Regions from separate parts of the Mus musculus genome. Here all the other regions are linked to region 4. A link is a contact called in public HiCAR-type and HiChIP or PLAC-seq data. All regions are on one chromosome and are shown on one strand. Each heading gives the region's core, a stretch centred on a gene start, on an enhancer-like site or on the middle of the called end of the contact. The rest is flanking DNA. Distances are from core to core; before and after follow the strand shown.

What was found. HiCAR-type assays count read pairs that join an accessible place to other places. HiChIP or PLAC-seq counts read pairs in DNA pulled down with a chosen protein or histone mark.
Region 1: an H3K27ac HiChIP or PLAC-seq map of cardiomyocytes shows a contact between it and region 4, with 4 times the contacts expected there. The contact joins the promoter of Dysf here to the promoter of Rab11fip5 in region 4. A contact is called at or near these places in 4 of 39 promoter capture datasets (the 3T3-L1 cell line, cranial neural crest, hippocampal neurons and 1 more) and 3 of 115 datasets of contacts at active chromatin or transcription factors (cardiomyocytes, pancreatic cancer cells and stem cell-derived neural progenitor cells).
Region 2: a HiCAR-type map of astrocytes shows a contact between it and region 4, with 4 times the contacts expected there. The contact joins the promoter of Zfp638 here to the promoter of Rab11fip5 in region 4. A contact is called at or near these places in 1 of 39 promoter capture datasets (cranial neural crest) and 4 of 115 datasets of contacts at active chromatin or transcription factors (astrocytes, embryonic stem cells and pancreatic cancer cells).
Region 3: a HiCAR-type map of astrocytes shows a contact between it and region 4, with 4 times the contacts expected there. The contact joins the enhancer-like site here to the promoter of Rab11fip5 in region 4. A contact is called at or near these places in 5 of 39 promoter capture datasets (the 3T3-L1 cell line, frontonasal cranial neural crest, hippocampal neurons and 1 more) and 5 of 115 datasets of contacts at active chromatin or transcription factors (astrocytes, differentiating embryonic stem cells, embryonic forebrain and 2 more).

What each region holds. Positions count from the first base shown.
Region 1 is chr6:84,017,470-84,020,885 of GRCm38.p6, reverse strand. Dysf (dysferlin) reads right to left here and starts at 1,500. Exons shown (of 55, transcript NM_021469.3): 1 at 1,278-1,500. The coding sequence starts at 1,368.
Region 2 is chr6:83,912,712-83,916,079 of GRCm38.p6, reverse strand. It overlaps Zfp638 (zinc finger protein 638), which reads right to left and starts at 1,727. Exons shown (of 27, transcript NM_001355286.1): 1 at 1,601-1,727.
Region 3 is chr6:84,083,517-84,086,635 of GRCm38.p6, reverse strand. Dysf (dysferlin) reads right to left here. Exons shown (of 55, transcript NM_021469.3): 15 at 2,852-2,920; 16 at 2,679-2,722. Among named protein-coding and RNA genes, the nearest start is that of Dysf, 66 kb to the right of the region's middle. Within about 2 kb of position 1,820, at least 20 of the 459 cell types and tissues checked have an H3K27ac peak or open chromatin away from gene starts, as enhancers often do. A contact at or near this core is called in astrocytes, where this site is marked.
Region 4 is chr6:85,373,168-85,376,414 of GRCm38.p6, reverse strand. Rab11fip5 (RAB11 family interacting protein 5 (class I)) reads left to right here and starts at 1,781. Exons shown (of 6, transcript NM_001003955.2): 1 at 1,781-2,317. The coding sequence starts at 1,887. 4933423K11Rik (a long non-coding RNA gene) reads right to left here and starts at 1,561. Exons shown (of 4, transcript XR_869208.2): 1 at 1,193-1,561.

The sequences.
Region 1 (3,416 bases), core at 251-2,750, 1.4 Mb after region 4:
AGAAAGAAAGGAAGAAAAAACAAAACCAAACCTAAGCAGCGCCTTCGACCAGAGGTCCTCCAGCCTCTCCTACATGCATATATACACACACCACACACAAAAAAAGTGCTCTACCACTGAGGTATACCCAACTTCCCTAACAATTTCCGTATAGTGAAAGTCTGGGCGACAGCTGAGAGACGGTCAGGGGAGAAAGAAGGAAGAACCCTGCTGAAAGTTTCCTGACATCAGGAACACCCTGGCAAGCCTGACCAGTGAAACACCAGGGAGGCCTAGGATGTTTCAAATCACACTTTGCAAAAGAATCAGCCGGATAGTCACCCGCGACCACCCGAGACCAAGAACAAACACGTGATCTGGAGCTCAGCTCAGTCCCTGTCTCTCATATTATTTGGGGGTGGGGCTGCATGTAAAGTGGACAAACCCTTGGAATCCTGATGTCCCCACTGTTGTCACAAAGGTTAACACTTTTGTGACAAGCCGTGCCTCAGTTTCTCTACACGCTGCTCTCCTTTTTAAATATATTTTCCGCAGAGCCCCGGGGTACAGCTCCTGGTGAGAGGAAGCCCTCTCTCCTCTCCTTATTTATCTCTCTCTGCAGAACTGGGGTCCTGACTCACCACTATTGTCCCTTCTCTCATTTTGACAGGTCCTTCCTCTTCCCTTTCCCCTCCTGAGACACCCCTCCCTTGGGAATCTGCCTGAAGCCATAGTGAAAGGGCCAGATATGTGGAGGAAGAAGTAGTCTCAGCAGAGAAACCCTTTCTGGTCTAAGCAGCACAAGACTTAGCAACTTGAATTTGGAAAGCATCCCACATCCCAGACACTCCTCAGACTTCCTGCGACAAAGCCACATCCATAGTATTCAGTTCCTCTTCCTTCTGGTTGAGATTTGGCCATTCAAACGGACAGTGTTCAGTCAGATTCATGGATAGATGGATGGGACGGTAACTTTCAAAGAGCACTATTAAAACGCTCACAAACCAGTTCAGTTATGTGGTGGCCCTGATTACACCGCTACCCTCTGCGTCTTCCAACCCACCCTGTGCCCACTATCCAGCCTTTCTTCCTTCTGAGTACTGTCTTGGGAAAGTAATAACTCCTGGCCTAGAACAGTACTTCCAGTTTTCCTAAACTCTGTAACATTTGCTGTTTCCTTGCTGTCAGTCCTGGGGCGGGATTCCTGGTCTGATCTGGGCCCACAGACCCCAAAGCTAGATGCAGAGAAACAAACGGATGGTACCCAAGCCTGAATGAAGTGGCTTCAGGACTCTCACCTCGAAAAATCAGGCTGGCAACTGGATCGCTGCGCCGGTCCTTCTTCACATTGGGGAGGTTGCTGGCCCTTGCCAGCAAGCAACAGAGCATGGCTCCGCAGCCCAGGCGCGTGGGACGGAGAGGGAGTAGGAGCTTAGGACTCAGTCACTACTGCCCTGCCAGAGTTCAGATCCAGGATGGCTATGCCAAGAGAGCAGTTGATTCTGCTGCGCCTCCGCGGAGACTTGGTCAGCTTAGAATGCGAGGCTGCGCGTGGGATAAGGTACACCCAGGGGGCGGATCCTTCCTTCCATCCCGGCCTGGGTCCGCCCTCAGGGCGGTGGCCAAGGAGGAGCAAGGAATTACTCTGGACCAGGCACTGGTGCCTTGTTCTGAGGGTCTCCAGAGAAGGAAACGCTGCTGCGAGGTACTGGATGAGTGGCTGGCAAGAACAGGGCAGGGTTGTTGCCTGGGGTAGCGCGGGTCCAAAGAGTCTCGCAGTAAACGCCGAATAAGTGCGCACTGTGTGCCCAGTGACCCAGGCACAACTGCTAGTGAGCTGCCACGGAAATCTCCTGGCGACACCTAGAGTTGTTGAGGTCTAACTCAAATCACACTACGTTCCCAGTCGCTGCCCATTCGATTTCCTGCAGTTCTCCACTGCAACAATCTTTGCACTCTTCACCCTCCAAGGTTGAGAAAGTTGCTAAAGTCACGACCCTTAAGTCATTCCAGTCCTGAGCACGCATCTGTGTGTTGTCTGATCCTGTAACAGCTTAGGAAGATCCTTCCCAACAGCACCCAAGCTTCTCTTCCCCACCTCCACCCCCACACACTCCAGCAGGTAAATGGGGGTGGGGCGGGGGCATGGTCCCGGCCCTTTTCATTTTGAGGGACACAACACTTTCAGAGGGGATATCCTGCTCGTGCCCTCCACACCTGCTCCCTGTATGACTTGGCAGGGCAGACAACCAACTCTGCTTATGTGGATGCTTAGCGGTCAGACAGCGATTCTCAAGTTGCCCAGTCTCCCTCTCTCTTGACAGCACACACATGTGGGAACCACACCACTCAGCCTAAACGCCAACCACACGCTCTTTTTGCATTACCTTTTGAAAGAGCCTCCAAACTCTATTTCCATTTCCTCCTCTACTCTCCTGAACTATTCAGTCATGCTTTCAAATCTTAACACACCACCAAAAAGAGCCTATGGGCTCTGCTTGAAAATATGGCCAAAGAAGAAAAAGAAGAGGCGGGGGGAGGAGGAAGGGGAGGAGGAGGAGGAGGAAACAAAAAGATCCTGATGGAGCAGGTTCTCCATAAATAATTATTTTTAAAAGAAATGTAAACCATTTGGTGGCACACACCTTTAATCCCAGCACTTAGGAGGCAGAGGCAGGCAGATCTCTGTGACTTCAAGGCCAGCCTGCTCTACAGAGTAAGTTCCAGAACAGCCAAAACTACAGAGAAATCCTATCTTGGGGAAAAAAAAAAAGCGCCAGGCCAGCACCCTTTGGGTTCTGATGCGCTGTTCACTCTGACTGGAGTGCTGTCTCTTGCTCTTCCTTTGCAGATCCACTCTAGGATCAGGGTGGCCTTGAGCACTGGACCTTGGACTTTGGATCTTCTTACCACCCCTTCCTCAGTGCTGGGATTATAGGCATACACCAAAGTGCCCACTTTATGCAATCTGGAGCTCAAACTAGGAAAGTGTTCTATCAATTGAGCCACATGGCACCTTCCCGGACCCCAAGACTCCCTTGCATGTTGCTTTTCAGCAGCAATAGCTAGGTAATGTCTACACCGTATCTCTTTCCCACATTTCCATTAGAATATTGGGCAGTCTCTAAGAAACTAGGGGAGCTTTGCTTAGCTACTGTAACCTTCGTAGTACCTGAAACAGGGTTCTGCACATGGCATGGGGCTGTCTATAAATGTCTTCTAAACAGTTCACTAAGAGGTCATTGAACTCCACACTCCTCATTGGTCAGCTCTAGCTGGTGATGCCACATCAGACAACACAGACAGCAGATGGCAGCAGCTGCAACTCTAGGCACGGTGGGACATGCTCTCAAGAAGAGGAAGGCCCCTGCGAGGGCCAGCAATCCTCACTGGAGTGGGGCATGGTGAAAGACAAGTAGGAAGGAGAATCCAGAACC
Region 2 (3,368 bases), core at 478-2,977, 1.5 Mb after region 4:
AAACAACTAAAGTCTCACACATAATAAGAGCAAAAAGGATTTGAATCCATAACTTTTGGTTCCAAAACCTATTCTCTGCCCATTAGACTCCTCATTTTTATTTATTACATAAAAACCAAAGTCTCAGAGATCTTAAAACACTCTTACAACACCCAGAAAATGATGACTGAGACAACCTTTTTTAGAACTAGAATTTATGGTAAAAAGCACATTCCATAACAAATGCAGAAAACTACAACGTATTCAATGTACAAGGTTATGTATGTGTCATGAACACATTTGAAAACCAGCTAATCAAAACAAATGAAGGAGATTTTTGTAATTTCTTTCAACTGTTTTATCTTTACCCATTGGTTCCTACACAAATGATAAGGCGGGGAATGGTCTAGCATATTTTAGTATATTACATTTTGGATTCTACAAATATGAAAGTACACATTACAGAATATGGAAATATAAAAGTCAAAATTTGTAAAGCAGCTTGAGCCCACTAAATCTTAAGTGTATAATCATTAATAACATTTTGAAAAAATGTAATAAACAACTTTATTTTTCTGTGTTAACAGCTTTACATTAATTTTTCTTGTAATCTTTTTCCAGTCTGTCATTTTAAATTTCTAAAATTAAGCAGTAAACACAACTCCCCTGAAAAACAAGTTAACCCATCATACACAAAATGAAGAGAGGGAGAATTTTATGTGAGAGTGAACAATTTCCAAACTGGTTAGGAAAGATTGACTCCACATGGTCGGGTGGATCCTGGTAAGAAGCTTTTCTTCAGAACTTTTCACATTGAGTGCGCCTTCCAGAATTCCCAAACTGCCAAAGGGTAATTTTAATATTAAATAGCTCGAGGCTACAATCACTGTCAAGCTCAAAGATTTTGTAATACTGAGACTCCCTCATAGGCAATTACTTCAAACAACAAAGGACGTCTGGCACATCCTCGGGGATGAGAGTCGGTGTACAGACCTCTCCGCTCTTCCCCAAGCTAGGAACCACACCAACACAAGCATGTATCCCCACATCAGTGTTCACGACTCCTCTAAGAATGTGGAAGTGTCACCGCCATTTTCGACGACATCCCAGGGCCGACAATCTCGGCTTCGGTGCTCACTGGGGCGCTTGGCCCACAACAGCCCGCACACCCCGCTCCCAGCCCCCTGCAAGGAAGCTCTTCCAGCCCGACTAAGGGCGCACGCGGCCCGCGGGGCTCCGAAAGGCGCTCGGGCACGCGGCGGTCTTCCCGCTAGCTGTCAGGCCTGGGGAGCGGCAGACCCGCGGCGCTGGGGAAGGGGCAGCCGGACTCCCCGAGGGCGCCGCCCGCTCCTCCTCAGAGCAGCAGCATCCGGCGGCTGCGCCCACGGGCACTGCGGCGCGACGGCGCGGTCGGCGAGTGGCGAGGGGAAACAGGCCACGGCCGAGGCCCACCCGGGGTCCCTCAGCTCCACCCGCCCCGCCGCCGCCATCTTGTACGCAGCGGCTGCGACACATACAATAGTCGACCGCGACCTGGCAGGGACCGCTCGGGGCCTGCGCTAAGGACCTCTGCCTTCCAGTCCCCGGCTCCCCGCAAGGCAGCGGCCCTACCTATGCCTACCGACTAACAGCTGGATCCCATCCGTGCCCCACACAGTTTAGCACTCGGCCTCCAGTCACCGCGATGAAGCAGCTACCGCCTCCATGGGACTACACGCATGCGCATCTTCGCCTAAAGCCCTCGTCCGCTCACTGCGCCTGCGTGCCTCAGGCTCCGCGTTCTCCAGAGACGCTGTCGGGGGACAAGGCCGCCCTCTGCCAGAAGGGGGCGATCGCCAGCTATGGCTGGTCCTACACCTGCAGCGGTCTGGGTAACATCACTCAAGATTTTAGAACCTGCAAACCATCCCTCTTCTCTTCCATGAAGCCTTCTCTGATTACTATTCCCTCAGTATCACAACGTAACATTCACTTATTAACATATTCTCGCTTTTACTGCTCACTCCCATCGCCCCCTTTTTAAAGAAAAGGTCTGGAACTTTGAACTCACATAGATCCCACCTGCTTCTGCCTTCCAACTGTTGGAATTATAAGTGTGTGCCTCCACACCCAAGTACGTTGTAGCTGTCTTCAGGCACCCCAGATTAGGAATGGTTGTGAGTCACCATGTAGTTGCTGGGATTTGAACTCGTGAGCTTCAGAATAGCAGTCAGTGCTCCTAACCACTGAGCCATCTCTCCAGCCCTTATCTCCCACCTCTTAAATGGGAAATTACACCGTGCAGTGTTGGTACAGGCCTTTAATCTCAGCACTTGACAGGCAAGATGCAGGCAGAAATCTGGGAAAGAAGCCAGCCTGGTCTACAGAAGATGTTCCAGGACAACCAAAGCTACACATCCCTGTCTCAAACAACACAAAATAGATAGAATAATAAAATGGGAAATTAGAAAGGAATAAAAGTTAAGGGCTGAACTGATTGATGGCTCAGCTGTTAAGAGCACTAGCTGCTCTTCCAGAGGTCCTGAGTTCAATTTCCAGCAACCACATGGTGGCTCACAACCATCTGTAATGGGATCTGATGACTGCTTCTGGTGTGTCTGAAGACAGCTACAGTGTACTCATATACATAAAATAAATAAATAATTCTAAAAAAAAAGTTTAAGTCAAAAGACTAATATTGAAAAATTTTTATATCATTTCAGAATTCAAAAAATAAACTACCTGAGTGGTGAACATCTATAATCCTGATTGATTTTACCCATGAAAAAGATTGGGCTAAAATTTTTTTAACTGTTTTCTTCAATGTTCTATCTTTTTAAATTGACTCAGTTATGCCAATATAAGCTAGTTCAAAAAAATTAAAGGACTGCAGGACAGTGGTGAACTGCCTTTAATCCCAGCACCTGGGAGGCAGAGGCAGGTGGATTTCTGAGTTCGAGGCCAGCCTGGTCTAGAGTGAGTTCCAGGACAGCCAGGGCTACACAGAGAAACCCTGTCTTGAAAAAAAAAACAAAAAACAAAAAAAAACAAAACAAAAAAAACAAACAAACAAACAAAAAAACAAGAAATTACAAATTAAAAAAAATAAAAATTAAAGAACCATCCTCCTCGGTGAAATTTTTAGGAGTCCAGTGGTGTGGAGCAAGCAGAGATATTCCTTCCAAGGTGAAAGGTAAGTTACTGTACCTGGATCCTCCCACCATCCAGAAAGAAGCACAACGTTTAATGGGTCTATATGGACTCTGGAATGAACTACAATCCAGAAAGGAGTTGTAATGCTGCAGCTGTCCACTTCTTGGTGGTGCAGGTATAATGTTCAGGACTGCCAGTAAGCCAGGTCCTAGACTTCTCTCCCTCAGTCAACAGATCATAGGGAACCCCCCATAAGG
Region 3 (3,119 bases), core at 571-3,070, 1.3 Mb after region 4:
CCCAGGATTCCCCACCTAATGGTTCTAACCCCAGATCATATATGGCCATGTCAGGAGACATTTTTTTTTTCGAGACAGGGTTTCTCTGTGTAGCCCTGGTTGTCCTGGAACTCACTTTGTAGACCAGGCTGGCCTCGAACTCAGAAATCCGCCTGCCTCTGTCTCCTGAGTGCTGGGATTAAAGGCGTGTGCCACCACACCCAGCTAGGAGACGTTTTTGTATGAGACAAGAAGGTTCCAGACTTCCAGAGGGAAGTGCCTCAGGCACTGAACAACTATGGATTCAAGGACCAGAGCCACAGACAAGAATTACTGTACAGAGGTCAGCAGTGTCCGCTTGGGCGGGGCCCTGGGCCCCTCAGGCAGGTTCTCCAGCATACTCCCCAAACCCTTCTCTTGGTCTCCCCGGGGGGGCTTCCTCCCCACTGTGAGCACTTCAGCCATGACAGAAGCATTCAGCACCATTCCCAAAGACAAGGCATGCTGATTTCATATTCCATTAACCCTAACCCCCTGAGACACCCCAGTCTCTATCTCTTCCTTCCTCTTTGGATTTCCCAGGAAAGGGAGCAAGCTTAACGTTTGACATTTCCCCTGGGAAGAATGAGTAGCCTGGCAGCCCATGTCCAAGTCATGGTTTCTGGTAAGCCGTGTCATGAGAAAGCTTCCTGAGGGAGCGGTACCGAAGCCTGACATCCCACGTCTGACATCGCACACCCTTCTCTTGGTTGCCTCTTACAATGACAGGAATCGAACCCAGTGCCTCAAAGGCAAGAGCGCTGGAGGTATTTTTAAAACATTGTTAAGCTCGCTCCCTTAAAGGGAACCTGGCTTCTGACTTCTGGCCTTGTCTAAATAGAAAGGAGAGGAAGAGTGGGTGGGGTTTGTTGTTTCCATGGAGGTAGCTTCTATTGAGGAGGGATTTGGAAAGTTTGTTTGTTTTTCTGTTTTTTTGTTTTTTAAAACATCTATGTATGTTTGCATGAACAAGTTTATGATGTAGTTGCCCATAGAGGCAAAAGCAAAAACAAAAAACAAACAAACAAAAAAGGTGTTGAATCTTCTGGAATGGAGTTACAGACAATCATGAGTGGCACACAGTACTGGGACCTGAACCCTAATCCTTGGCAGGAGCAGTAAGCACTCTTAACCACGGAGCCATCTCTTCTGCCCTGAGGAAATTTTGTTTTTTAGTGAAAAAGGAATTCTTAAAGGCTTGAATGAAAGCTTAAGTTACAGAGCCACATGGACCGTGTCATATTTCTAAGATTCAGGTGACAGGAGACGCTCATTTGTGTGTTCTCAGAAGAAGGACTTTCTGGATAGAAACTTCCAGCAGTGGCATGCTTTCTGGCCAAGAGCTGGGTTTGGGGGTTTTAAGGCTTTTGGAAAACAGTGAGTCTCAAAATAGACTCACAATAAAAGTGCCACTTCAACCCAAGCCAGAGATGCAGCCACCAGATTCCGTAATGTGTTTGGATTGTACAGTATGCTGATAGCTTTGACACAGCTCCAAGGGAGTCAGGCCAGGCACAGCCACAATCCATGGGGCTAACCGCACCCACACACATCCACACAGATGTATGCACGCACACACATGCACACCGGGATGTCCCCGTCCACACAGCACAGTCATTTCCAGCTGACATGCAGAGACGGCTCAGGGAATGTAAAGTGTACCTTTCCACGAAACCGCTTCCCCTTCTCTGAGGCTCATACCAGCCGTGGCAGACCTCGGGACCTCTCCCTGGCCCCTGCCCACACTTCTCTCCCTCTAATTCTCTCAATCTGTTTTCTTTAGGCCCGGGGAACTGGCACACACTTTAATGGCTCTGTGGCCTGGGGTTTTTCCCCTGGTCTCTCATTATCCTCCTAGTTGGGGGTGCCGTGGGCCTGCAACCAAAGGAGAATGGCCAGGAGCCACATGACCAGCGCTTCTGGGGGCAGGAAAAGGACAACTTGCTCTCTGTGGAAAGCCTAGCATTTCGGAGCTCACAGAGCTTGGGCCCTGTTGTCCCCTCAAGTGTGAGAAAGGCCGCCACATCACTGCTGCTGTGAGAGACAGCAAGGCCAGGCAGAGAGTACCAGCTCCAGCTGCCATTCACGTTGGTCCTCTGAACTGTCACTGAGGGCAGGTCATTTGCTCTTTCCTGTCTCCTCTGTGAAGTAGTACCATGCCACCTTGTCAAGGGTCAGATAAACCCATACATGTGGAAAGTGCTCATTGGACACAGCCCTGGCCTACAAGTTGGTGTTCACCAGGTGGTAAGAGTCTAAGACACCCACAGGCTACTGTCCTGACCTGCTTGACACCTGCAATGGTAACTTCTGTTCGGGAAATATAACCCCCATTTCCAGCTGGTGGAGGGGATCTCTTCCATTCTGTCCCACGGGACACAGCAGCTGGCTTAGCTTCAATACCCTGCATTTACCCTTACCAATGACTTATCAGAGCAACTCCTCAGGAAGCCTCCAGAGATGGGCTCCTCACTGCCCCTGGCTGTGGCCTCTTCATCTTCTGCCAGTACAGCAACCCAGCTCCAGGTTGCCCCATAACTGCCCACAGCCCTCATATCCTGCCTTGATACATGCACCCTCTGTCACAGCGGCAGCCCCGGTGCACAAAACAACAGGCCCGAGGACCCCTGAAGACACCCCTTCAAGGACCCAGAACTCACCAGTCCATGACACGAATCCTCATTTTTTCACACATAGAGGGAAACTGGGGAAGAAAAGGGAGCTAGGTGAGAACAGAATCTTAGAAGAAAGCCACGCCCTTGCTAAGCGGAAGTCGGGGTGCCAGCAGGACTCAGGGACCTCGACTTGCTGAGTCCTCCAAAGGACCACTCACCATCGCAGGCAAGGTGATGTTCTGGTTCCACTGAGGGTTAGCTGTCTTCTCCAGGATCTTGCTGCAGAGCTAGGAGACACAAAGGATTGGGGCATGGAACTCTATGTGGAATCCGAGCTTTGTGGCAACCCAGAAGTCATCCCTCTGTCACACTGGCTGCTCTTAGAGCTGGCCCTGAAACCCTAGGTCTCTTGGCCATGCAGGGCAAGCTCAGGTGCAGGGAGTCTCTGCAGAGACAAGGCTCAATGGAAAATAAGATTCAGAATGG
Region 4 (3,247 bases), core at 532-3,031:
GAGGTCTGAGAACAACTTGCTGGAATTAGCTCTCTCCTATCACGTGAGTCCTGAGGAGGATCGAACTCAAGTTGTCAGGTTTAGTGGCAATGAAGACACCTTGTTGCCTACTGTTTTGTTTTTGTCCTGAGTATATATGCATACATTATTAAAAAATATTCTAAGCCAGGCAGTGGTGATGCATGGCTTTAATCCCAACCCTTGGGAGGCAGAGGCAGGTGGATCTCTGTGAGTTCAAGGCCAGCCTGATTTACAAAGAGAGTTCCACAACATCCAAGGTTACACAGAGAGGCTCTGTCTTGAAAATTGAAAAAAAAAATCTAATTTAAGGGTAGGCTCTGAAAGTTAACAGAAAAAAGTAAAGGCTCACCATGTAGCCCAGGCTGGCCTTGAATTTGCCTTCAGAGTCCTGGGATTATAGGCTGTGCTACAACAGCTTCTTTGTTATGCATCTTAGGTAAATTTATCTAACCTATAATTCTGCCTTCTGGGAAACCAAATTCACATATAGGGTGGCTCTGAAGAATGAGTGAGGTCATGCACAGAAAGCTCATGAGTCAGTTGTTGGCCGACTCTTGCTGAAATTCAGCATCCATAATTATTAACCATTATCTTAATAATGAAACAAGTGTGCTGGCAGTTCTCAGAACACAACACACAGTAGGCAAGTATGAATGGATTTAGAGGTGGAAGATTAGTCCTGTGGTAGAATGCTTGTCTACTACCAACAAGGCCCTGTTTGCCTTGTTTGTATATAAGGCTAATGTTTTAGCTAGCCTGGAACTCACTATGTAGACCAGGCTGGTCTCAAACTCAAAAAGATCTTTCCTCCTCTGCCTCCCAAGTGGAAGTGCTGGGATTAAAGGTGAGCACTACTACACCTGGCCACACAAAAGTTTTAAAACCAGTGGGCACGCCTTTAATCCCAGCACTCAGTGGAGGCAGGAATTTAACAATTCGAGCCGTAATCTACATAGCAGGTTCCAGGAGAGCCAGAAGAGACTCCGTTTCCAAAAAAAAAAAAAAAAAAAAAAAAGGGAGTGGGGGAAAAATCAAAGCAGAAAAAGATTGTTTTAAGTCCCACTCCAGTGATTTCCCAGCGGCGGCTCTAGGTCATCACATATATGTAGAGAGTTGAAAATGGGAGCGCATGTGCGATTTAGGGGGTCTCTAGAGTAGGCATCTTATCTACCCTCAAATCCACGCCGAGCAGAATGGATCTTCGAAGCAGCGAGGGCTTTCAGGAGTACAGGAGCTTGCAGAAAACCCTGACACTGTCCAGGTAGAGCGCGGTGGATAGTTATGCAGAGAGGTTCGGCTCTCTAGCTTGGAGTCGCTGCCTAAACGGGGCGGGGCCATGGTGGTAACCACGCCCACCTCTCTGCAGAGGCTGCAAGCGGCCTTCGTCCCTAGCCCCCTCCATTTCTTCCTTTGCAGTTCCGCACTGTGCACAAGCGAATCCGGTCGTGATTAAGGCATGGCCAGATCTCAATCCTCTCCCCCAACACACGCAGAGGCCGCGCCCTTCTGCACCGGTCACCTTTTAGAAGAGCAGCGGGAGCTTGAGGTTCCCCCAGAGGGGCTGGGCCAGTGAGAAAGCCCCGCCCACATCTTTGCAGAGGCCGCGCCCCTCTCTGGGTTTCTTTAGCTCTTAGGCAGCTATATGCTGGTGGAACTGGGGGCGGGGCCTGGCCTGGGCCTAGGCGGGGCGTGACGTCGCGGGGCGGCCGGCCGCCCGGGAGGCGGGGCGGCGGGGAGGCGGCGGCCCGCTTGGCCCAGGCCAGCCCGCAGCTGCGGCGGTCGGTGCGCTGCAGGCGGCGCGGGGGAGCCGGCTCCTGACAGCATCCCGCGGCTGCCACGTCTGTCACTCTGTCCCAGGGTCCGCCATGGCTCTGGTGCGGGACCCTGAGCCGGCGGCCGGATCCTCCCGCTGGCTGCCCACGCATGTCCAGGTGACCGTGCTGCGGGCCAGCGGGTTGAGGGGCAAGAGCTCGGGCGCCGGCAGCACCAGCGACGCGTACACGGTGATCCAGGTGGGCCGAGAGAAGTACAGCACCTCGGTAGTGGAGAAGACGCAAGGCTGCCCGGAATGGTGCGAAGAGTGTTCGTTCGAGCTACCGCCTGGAGCCCTGGACGGCCTGCTGCGGGCACAGGAGGCAGATGCGGGCCCTGCGCCCTGGGCCTCCGGCCCCAACGCCGCCTGCGAGCTCGTGCTCACCACCATGCATCGCTCACTCATCGGCGTGGACAAGTTTCTGGGCCGGGCAACCGTAGCTCTGGACGAGGTCTTCCGCGCAGGCCGCGCCCAGCACACGCAGTGAGTCTGGGGCGCTGGGAGCAGGGACAAAAACGGTTGAAGGCCTAACCGGGCGGGGCTGGTTGGGACGTCTGGACCCGGTCCTCCCACTCAAGGACACAAACCCGTATACTGTTTGTTACTTCTCATTCAGCCTTCTGCCCTCCCCAATTCCCCCTGACTGTCTCCCCAGCAGCCTGGTGGGCCTGGAAGGCCTGATGGAGTTGGTGTAGTGACCAAGCGTTGGCAGTACATGGCCAAGGAAAGTTCGGAATGGGATTCTGAGGCTGTGGGAATTCAAGAAGGGAAATTTAAAGACTTCAGGGTCTGCCTTCTTTTCCTCAAAGAGGTGACTAGCCTGTAGGTAGTGGAGAGGAAGTCTCACCTTGTAGAAGCAGGAAGGTGAGGTGTTATCTTCCAAGGCAAGATTGAAGGGAGACACCCCAGCCTTCCCAGGGGTTACACAGGACACTTGGCCTTTGAACGTTCAGGGATACACCTCACCGTATAGACGTACTCTGTGACTCTGTCTTAGGGTACCAGGACTGAGAGCATTGGCCCACCTCGGAGTAAAGAAGGGTACATTTGAATCAGCTTGGGTCAGTGGGACAGTGGTTATAATGCCCTCAGTTCTCCGGATTATTTTCTCTAGAAAGGATAGGAAAAGTTCTTATTGTTTTGTTTTGTTTCGAGACAGGGTCTTTCTACGTAGCGCTGTCTGTCCTGGAACATGCTATGTAGACCTGGCTGCCTTTGAACTCAGAGATTCTACTGTCTCTGCCTCCCCAATGCTGGGTTCAAAGGCCAGAGACACCAAAGCCTGGGAAGGGTAGGAGGTTAAACATTTATTTTGTCAGAGTGTGTCCTTTGTAGGGTTAAGATCAAAACCTAAGATTTGTCTTTGCTGTGGTGGCACACACCTTTAACGCCATCATTTGAGAGACAGAGCTG